Linked DNA regions of Ovis aries: region 1 is linked to region 2. The links are chromatin contacts, called in public Hi-C maps. All regions are on one chromosome and are shown on one strand. Each heading gives the region's core, a stretch centred on a gene start, on an enhancer-like site or on the middle of the called end of the contact. The rest is flanking DNA. Distances are from core to core; before and after follow the strand shown. Region 1 overlaps IKZF3 (IKAROS family zinc finger 3). Region 2 holds the start of PPP1R1B (protein phosphatase 1 regulatory inhibitor subunit 1B).

Region 1 (2,784 bases), core at 115-2,614, 120 kb before region 2:
AAAACAAAACAAAGAATCATACCCAAAGTATGACTTAGTCTCCCCCACCCCACAGGAAGGAATCAAGGCTAAACACCATGATCAGAGCTGAGCTTCAGAATGGATGAGGAGAGAGCCCCTCTGCTGGCAGGCTCTCCTCCATCAGGCAGGTTGGGGGCTCCACCACCTCCCCCACACACATTTTAAATGGAGCTGTTATATTCCACAGTTTCCTGAAAATTTGCTCTTGGTTCTGCAGATGTGTTGGCCATCTTTCTCATTAATTGTGGGAGACATGCTGTCAAGGAAAAGTGCTGTGATAATTGTAAAATTAGCACTGGAATAGGGGTCACACAATCTGTTAGCTGAATTCCATGTTTGCCACTAATTAGTGGAATGACTTTGGGCAAATCCTGTAACTCTTAAAACTAAGTTTCCTCAACCATAGAATTAGGGGTGGATTGGATTTTGATGTTCTCTGAAGATCTTTTCCAGCTTTAAATTTATGTGATTGTGTAGTAACCACAATTATGTTTTTTTTAACCTCTTGATGTATGGGTATTGAGCAGAAGGCGTATGTGTATATGAATATATGTTTCACATTTCTTTGGTGTGAAAATGGTAGTATTGTTAAGCTTTTCCTTTAACCACTGAGTTGTGAGTGTGAAGGGGAGGAACAAAAAACAGGAAGGTATCTTGATCTTGCGCCCGAGTGTGCACACAAACTGGCCCCTGCAGCTGCTTACAGAGCCTTATTTTTTCTCTCCTTTGAAAGTAACTGTGTTAGGAAAAATAGATGCTGCTTCCAGGGACCACTTCATGGAGCCTATTTACAAATTAAGAGTCAGTTGTGAGAACATTTCTAGCAGAGGCAAGAATCCCCAATTCCTGGTAGAACAGTGTTTTATGTATCTGCCTTGATATTTCGAAAGGGCTTTATGCATTAGGCTCAAACTCAGCGCGTCTGTGTGCTGCCAGTAATTTAAATGTTCCACCTCAGACTGCACAAATGGCTTATCCTTCTTTGTAGCATGGCGTCTGTCTCAGGAAAAAAAGATTTTGTGAAATTCCATGGCAACAGTCCCAACATGTTTGAGATTTCAGCTAGAAGACTAGCTGGATTTCAGTGTGCGGGATTCTGAACATCACTGTGTTTCTGTAATCCTAGACCCCAAGCCACACCATGTTGCTTACACCCATTGTGAAAGAGGAGCTGCTTGTTATATTTTTGAAATACCACACATCCTGTTGACTCTTTAGGGGACAAAAGGAAGAGAATTCGGAAGCAAGGATTAGCAGAAGAGAAAGCTAGGGAAAGCGAGTATTTCCACCAGATTAGTGGGAGAGTCTTTAGAGAAGACATCATCTTCTGCACCTTAAGATAGTGAAACTAAAGCCCTTCCCACCAAGATGGGGACTCTGTAGCTATGACCCTGGTTTTCTCTGTGACTAATGGATTTTCTGAATGATTTCCATCGTTCTGAGGTCAGTTTTCTGAGTGAGGTGACCTCTCACACAGGCTGCACATTCATTGTTGCATTTTGAGCCTCCAGTTGGGACGTGTCAAGTCCAGAGAAAATGTGTATGTGGAAACTCCACATTCTTAAATCTTGAAATTGAACAGGGTGGAATGTAGCAGTTGCCACAACACAGGTAAACACTTGCTTCTGCAGGCACTCCTTATCCTACTTAACCCTCTCCCTTGCTTGGGGTGGGGAAGGAGGTGAAGAAGAACCTTAGCAAGATGCCTAGAGAGGAGGGCAGGTTAAGATTTACATCTGACGTTGCTTTACAGTGAGGTCTTCGGCAGCTTCTGACAGCACAGTTCTTTTTTCAGCCAGAGTCCCTGTGACTGTGAGCTGTGTAGGTTTTCTCTCTCCTTCACTTTCCCCAATCCTTTTATTAGCCAGGCCCCCACTGCACACCCAGGAGGCCGAAATCTAAGGAGCAACCAAACCTGTGAAAAATTCCCTTACAGCCAAGGTGGTAAGAGTGGAAAAGGAAGAGAGCTGTTATCCAAACGTTCTTTATTGTTGTTGGAAGTGTTGCCTGTGTTCCCTCCTGCAGTTCCCTGGTTGAGGTATCTCCCCTCTTACACTCCACACCACCACCAGGAAAAAATGTTAATAAATCCAGCAGTCTTTAGACTCCTTAAGTCATTCTTCCAAGAAGATATTAACCTTGACACAGATAAGCTAGCTAATGTTATGCTTTGTTATCCATTCTAAGCTGTTCCTGACTCAGCTTCCAACTTTATCAGTGACAAAATGTCTCACCTTTTAAAAGCAAGGCTTATTTAACATTTTGCCAGACCCAGAAGTAAAATGACCTCAGATTTCTTTTGCAAAGAGAGATGTTTAAAAACACAACATTTTATTCAATTGAAACACTGTGTTAGTAACAAATCTAGCACCAGCATAATGCTTTTTCCAAGGAGCTTCTGTATCACTGTTTTATTCCCCTCCTCTGCTTTTTTTCCCTCAGCTAAATGTGAGGTTTAGAATGTTTTTTAGGGGGAAAAAGCAATACTTCTGATACATATCCCAGGACAGGCAGTAAGACTGCAGTGCAAATGTTAAATGTCTAGTGTTTGAAGTCCTAACTTTAAAGTGTACCCCACTATGAGTAGGTAGGTTGGTCTCTAGTGGAGATTTGGAAACTCTATAACACTCAAGATTTGAGTCCTCGGAGTGTCCAGGCTCTTTGACAAAGAGAATTAGAAGTTTGAGCTCAAGAAGAGAGAAGAAAGGGGAGTGATGAAAAGTTTGCCCTAGAAAATGGGCTCAGGCTGTGCAGAAGATAAGA
Region 2 (2,912 bases), core at 145-2,644:
ACTCCCAGTAACTCCCCCACCCTTCCCCCTAGCTTGGCAATCAGATCAACAGTCAGTTAATTAGGTCCTCTTTGAGCTCCAGGGAAATGCACAAAGAGAACCAGGTGAATTAAACTGAAACTGCCACCTCCCCCTGCCAATCTCCCAACACTGCCCTCCAGATCAAAAGCTGCTTGGGCTGGGGATCAAACCGGTAGCCCAGGCCCACCCCCTCTCCACGCGGTCTCTCTGCAACACGGCATGCCCTTGCCCCCCATCCACTGCTCTGTTGGGTGCCAGCTGCTTCTCAACAACAGCAACAAGTGAATGGCTAAGTGGAAGAGGGGAGGCGCCCGCAAAAAACTCATGTCTCTTTCCCCATCACGCCCCACATCTCATGCCCACCTTTGGAGGCCTCTGGTACCCAGTGCCCAGGAAGGCTGTCCAGAGGACTCAGATGTCTGTGTGAGGACTTCTGGCTTCTGGGATGACTGGTCATCATTTCCCTCTCCACCCGCACCCCCCGCCCCGCCTATGTTGTGGCTTTATCTAGAGGTCAGGACAAAGCTCGGGTGATCCCAGCCCAGGTGTGCAGGGTGGGACTAGAGAGATGGCCAGAGCGCGCGGCAGGCGGGCGCAGGCCCGCTCTGTGTAACGGGTCAGGGGGCCATGTTTGCCACACCAGTGGTCCCCGGGGGACCCCAGGGAAGGAGGACACTGCAGGGTCCAGAGGACAGTCCTCCCCCTCCAGGGCCGCCAGGGATTCCCCAGCCCCGGGATCAGGTGCGAGGCCCCGGGAAAAAGTTACAGGAGTCTCCGGCGAACTTCACGCGCTGCCCCGCGCCCTCGCGCCGTCAGAGGCGGGCCGGGGGCCCGCGTCTCCCAGGCCAGTTCCGATCCCGGAGCGCAGAGGAGTCGGGGAGAGGGGGTTAGGGTAGGGGGGCGCTGCCAGGGGTGGGGCGCAGCCCCCTTACCATCTCCACCTGGCGGGGGTCGAGCTGGCTGGGGGGCGCGGGCACGGAGAACTGGATCTTCTTGCGGTCTTTGGGGTCCATGGCGGGCGGGGCGCGCGTCGTGGGGTCTCGGGCTGCGATCCCGGCTCCACTCCCCGGCGCTGCTCCGGGCGCCGCGGCGGCAGCGGGTTGAGTGTGGCAGAGAGGAGCTGGAGGGCTGTGCACGCACAGATAAAGATACCGCGCCGGCGAGGGGAGGGCGCGCGGGGGTGGGGGGCGGCCGCCGGCTCGCGGCTCTGGGGCTCCTGGGAGCCTCGGTCCCCCGGCGCCCGCGCCTCGGGCTCGCGGGGCTGGTCTCTGTCCCTCCTTCCCTCGCTCTCTCTGCGCCTCTCCAACCTTCCTCTATCTCCCTTGCTCCCTCTCCGCGAGTCTCCCTCCGTCTCTGCCTCGCTCCGTCTCTCCGGGTCTCGCCCTCCGGCCCCAGCCTTGGGGTCCCCAGCCCGTCCCCTCGGCCTGGGACTGGCGCCCGGGCGCTTGGTGGGAGGGCTCAGGAGACAGTGGCCAATGAGCGCCGAGGAGCGTGTTCTCGGCCGGGAGGAGGGCGGGGAGTGCGAGCCAGGACCGCGGGAGCGGCCTGGGGGCCCCCTGCCGACTCCCCAGAACTTGAAGCTGCATTATTGATGGAGTCCAGCAGGGAGGATAATGGGGGGAGCCCGAGGGGAGAGGGGCCGCGGGGACCTGGGACTCTGGCTTTAACCCCTTCCTGGCCTGGGTGCTTGGAGTTTCATGGGGAGGCTGTGAGGTCGTGGAGAGAATAGCACCAGCGTGTCACGCTGTGAAGGGGGGTGTCCTAAAAAGCGAGTGAGCGTGAAGGAGCGGGGTGTGCGTGGGAGGACACATGTCAGTCATCATGGCAGGGAGTGTGTGAAAGTGAGTGCCAGGGGCCCTGTGGTGCCTAAAGCTGGGGAGTGTGTGTGTGTGTGTGGGGGGGGGGGTCCGTGTGGTGAGAGAGTCTATGTGAGTAAGTGTGTCAGAGTGTCAAGGATGCAGGTGTGAGTGGCAGGGTGTGGGAAGACCGTGTGTGCACGGGGGAGGGGGCAGAGTGGGGGAGGATGTCAGAGGCTGTCAAGGTGATGGGCAGGCTGTGCCAGCTCGCAAGGGGGGTGGGAGTACCCTCTGCACAGGTCCAGCCTGAAGAGTAGAGGGGGGTAAGGTTGTGATCCTGGGAGGGCTCTCGTGGGGGCAGGGGAATGTGTCCATGCTGTGAGGTACCCTGGATCCACGTGTCTCCTGCCTGTTCTCCCCAGATATGATGTGGGGGAGACAGAGCCAGCTCAGGGGGATAGAGTTGGGGGAGTTGGGGTGTACACGTGCCATCACGTGTGAGTTTGGCGCAGGAATAAAGCAAGGGGGAGAGGTGTGTGTGCTCATTTCGGAGGTGTGAGCCTCTCTCTCTGCAGAGGTGTTTGCGTGTGCTCTGAAGGGGGGAAGGGGAGGAGATGGCCCTGTCGTTTGGAGTGTCCCTGTTTGTTTATCGTCTGGTGCTGGATGCCTTTGCAGGAACCAGTGTTTCCCTCTTCTTTGGGCCTGGGGGCGAGGGTCTGAATGCCGCTCTGAGCGGGGGTGTGTGTGTAGACTTGTACGTGTGTGTCTTCCTGGGACTCTGTTTGCCTTGGCTCTCTCCTCTCCTGGTCACACTTAGGCCTGGAACAATCAGGAGCCCCCCTCCCCCAGCCAGCAACTTTTACACTCCCAGGCCAAGCATGCTGGGCCCTTGGCAGAGCGAGAAGGAAGCAAAAGGCCAGTGGAGTCTTGTGAAAGTAGGGTCAGGGGCACGGCGCAACACCCCAGAGTCAGCGCCTACCCTGGGGATGAGGCGAGGGAACGGGAACACAGAGCTTTGCCCATGGGTGCTGGGAGGCCTGGCCACGGGGCGCACTGCTCCCCCACCCTCAGGCCTGGCCCAAGTCCTGCTGTGTT

The links. Hi-C and Micro-C count contacts between places; a contact is called where the count stands out from the background.
Region 1: a contact with region 2 is called in a Hi-C map of liver, with 4 times the contacts expected there. The contact joins the enhancer-like site here to the promoter of PPP1R1B in region 2. A contact is called at or near these places in 12 of 16 Hi-C or Micro-C datasets (blood, hypothalamus, liver and 5 more).

Annotation. Positions count from the first base shown.
Region 1 is chr11:39,868,956-39,871,739 of ARS-UI_Ramb_v3.0, reverse strand. IKZF3 (IKAROS family zinc finger 3) reads left to right here. Exons shown (of 5, transcript XM_060394890.1): 5 at 1-2,784. Among named protein-coding and RNA genes, the nearest start is that of GRB7, 22 kb to the right of the region's middle. Within about 2 kb of position 1,364, at least 3 of the 54 cell types and tissues checked have an H3K27ac peak or open chromatin away from gene starts, as enhancers often do.
Region 2 is chr11:39,749,646-39,752,557 of ARS-UI_Ramb_v3.0, reverse strand. PPP1R1B (protein phosphatase 1 regulatory inhibitor subunit 1B) reads right to left here and starts at 1,394. Exons shown (of 7, transcript XM_004012843.5): 1 at 954-1,394. The coding sequence starts at 1,034.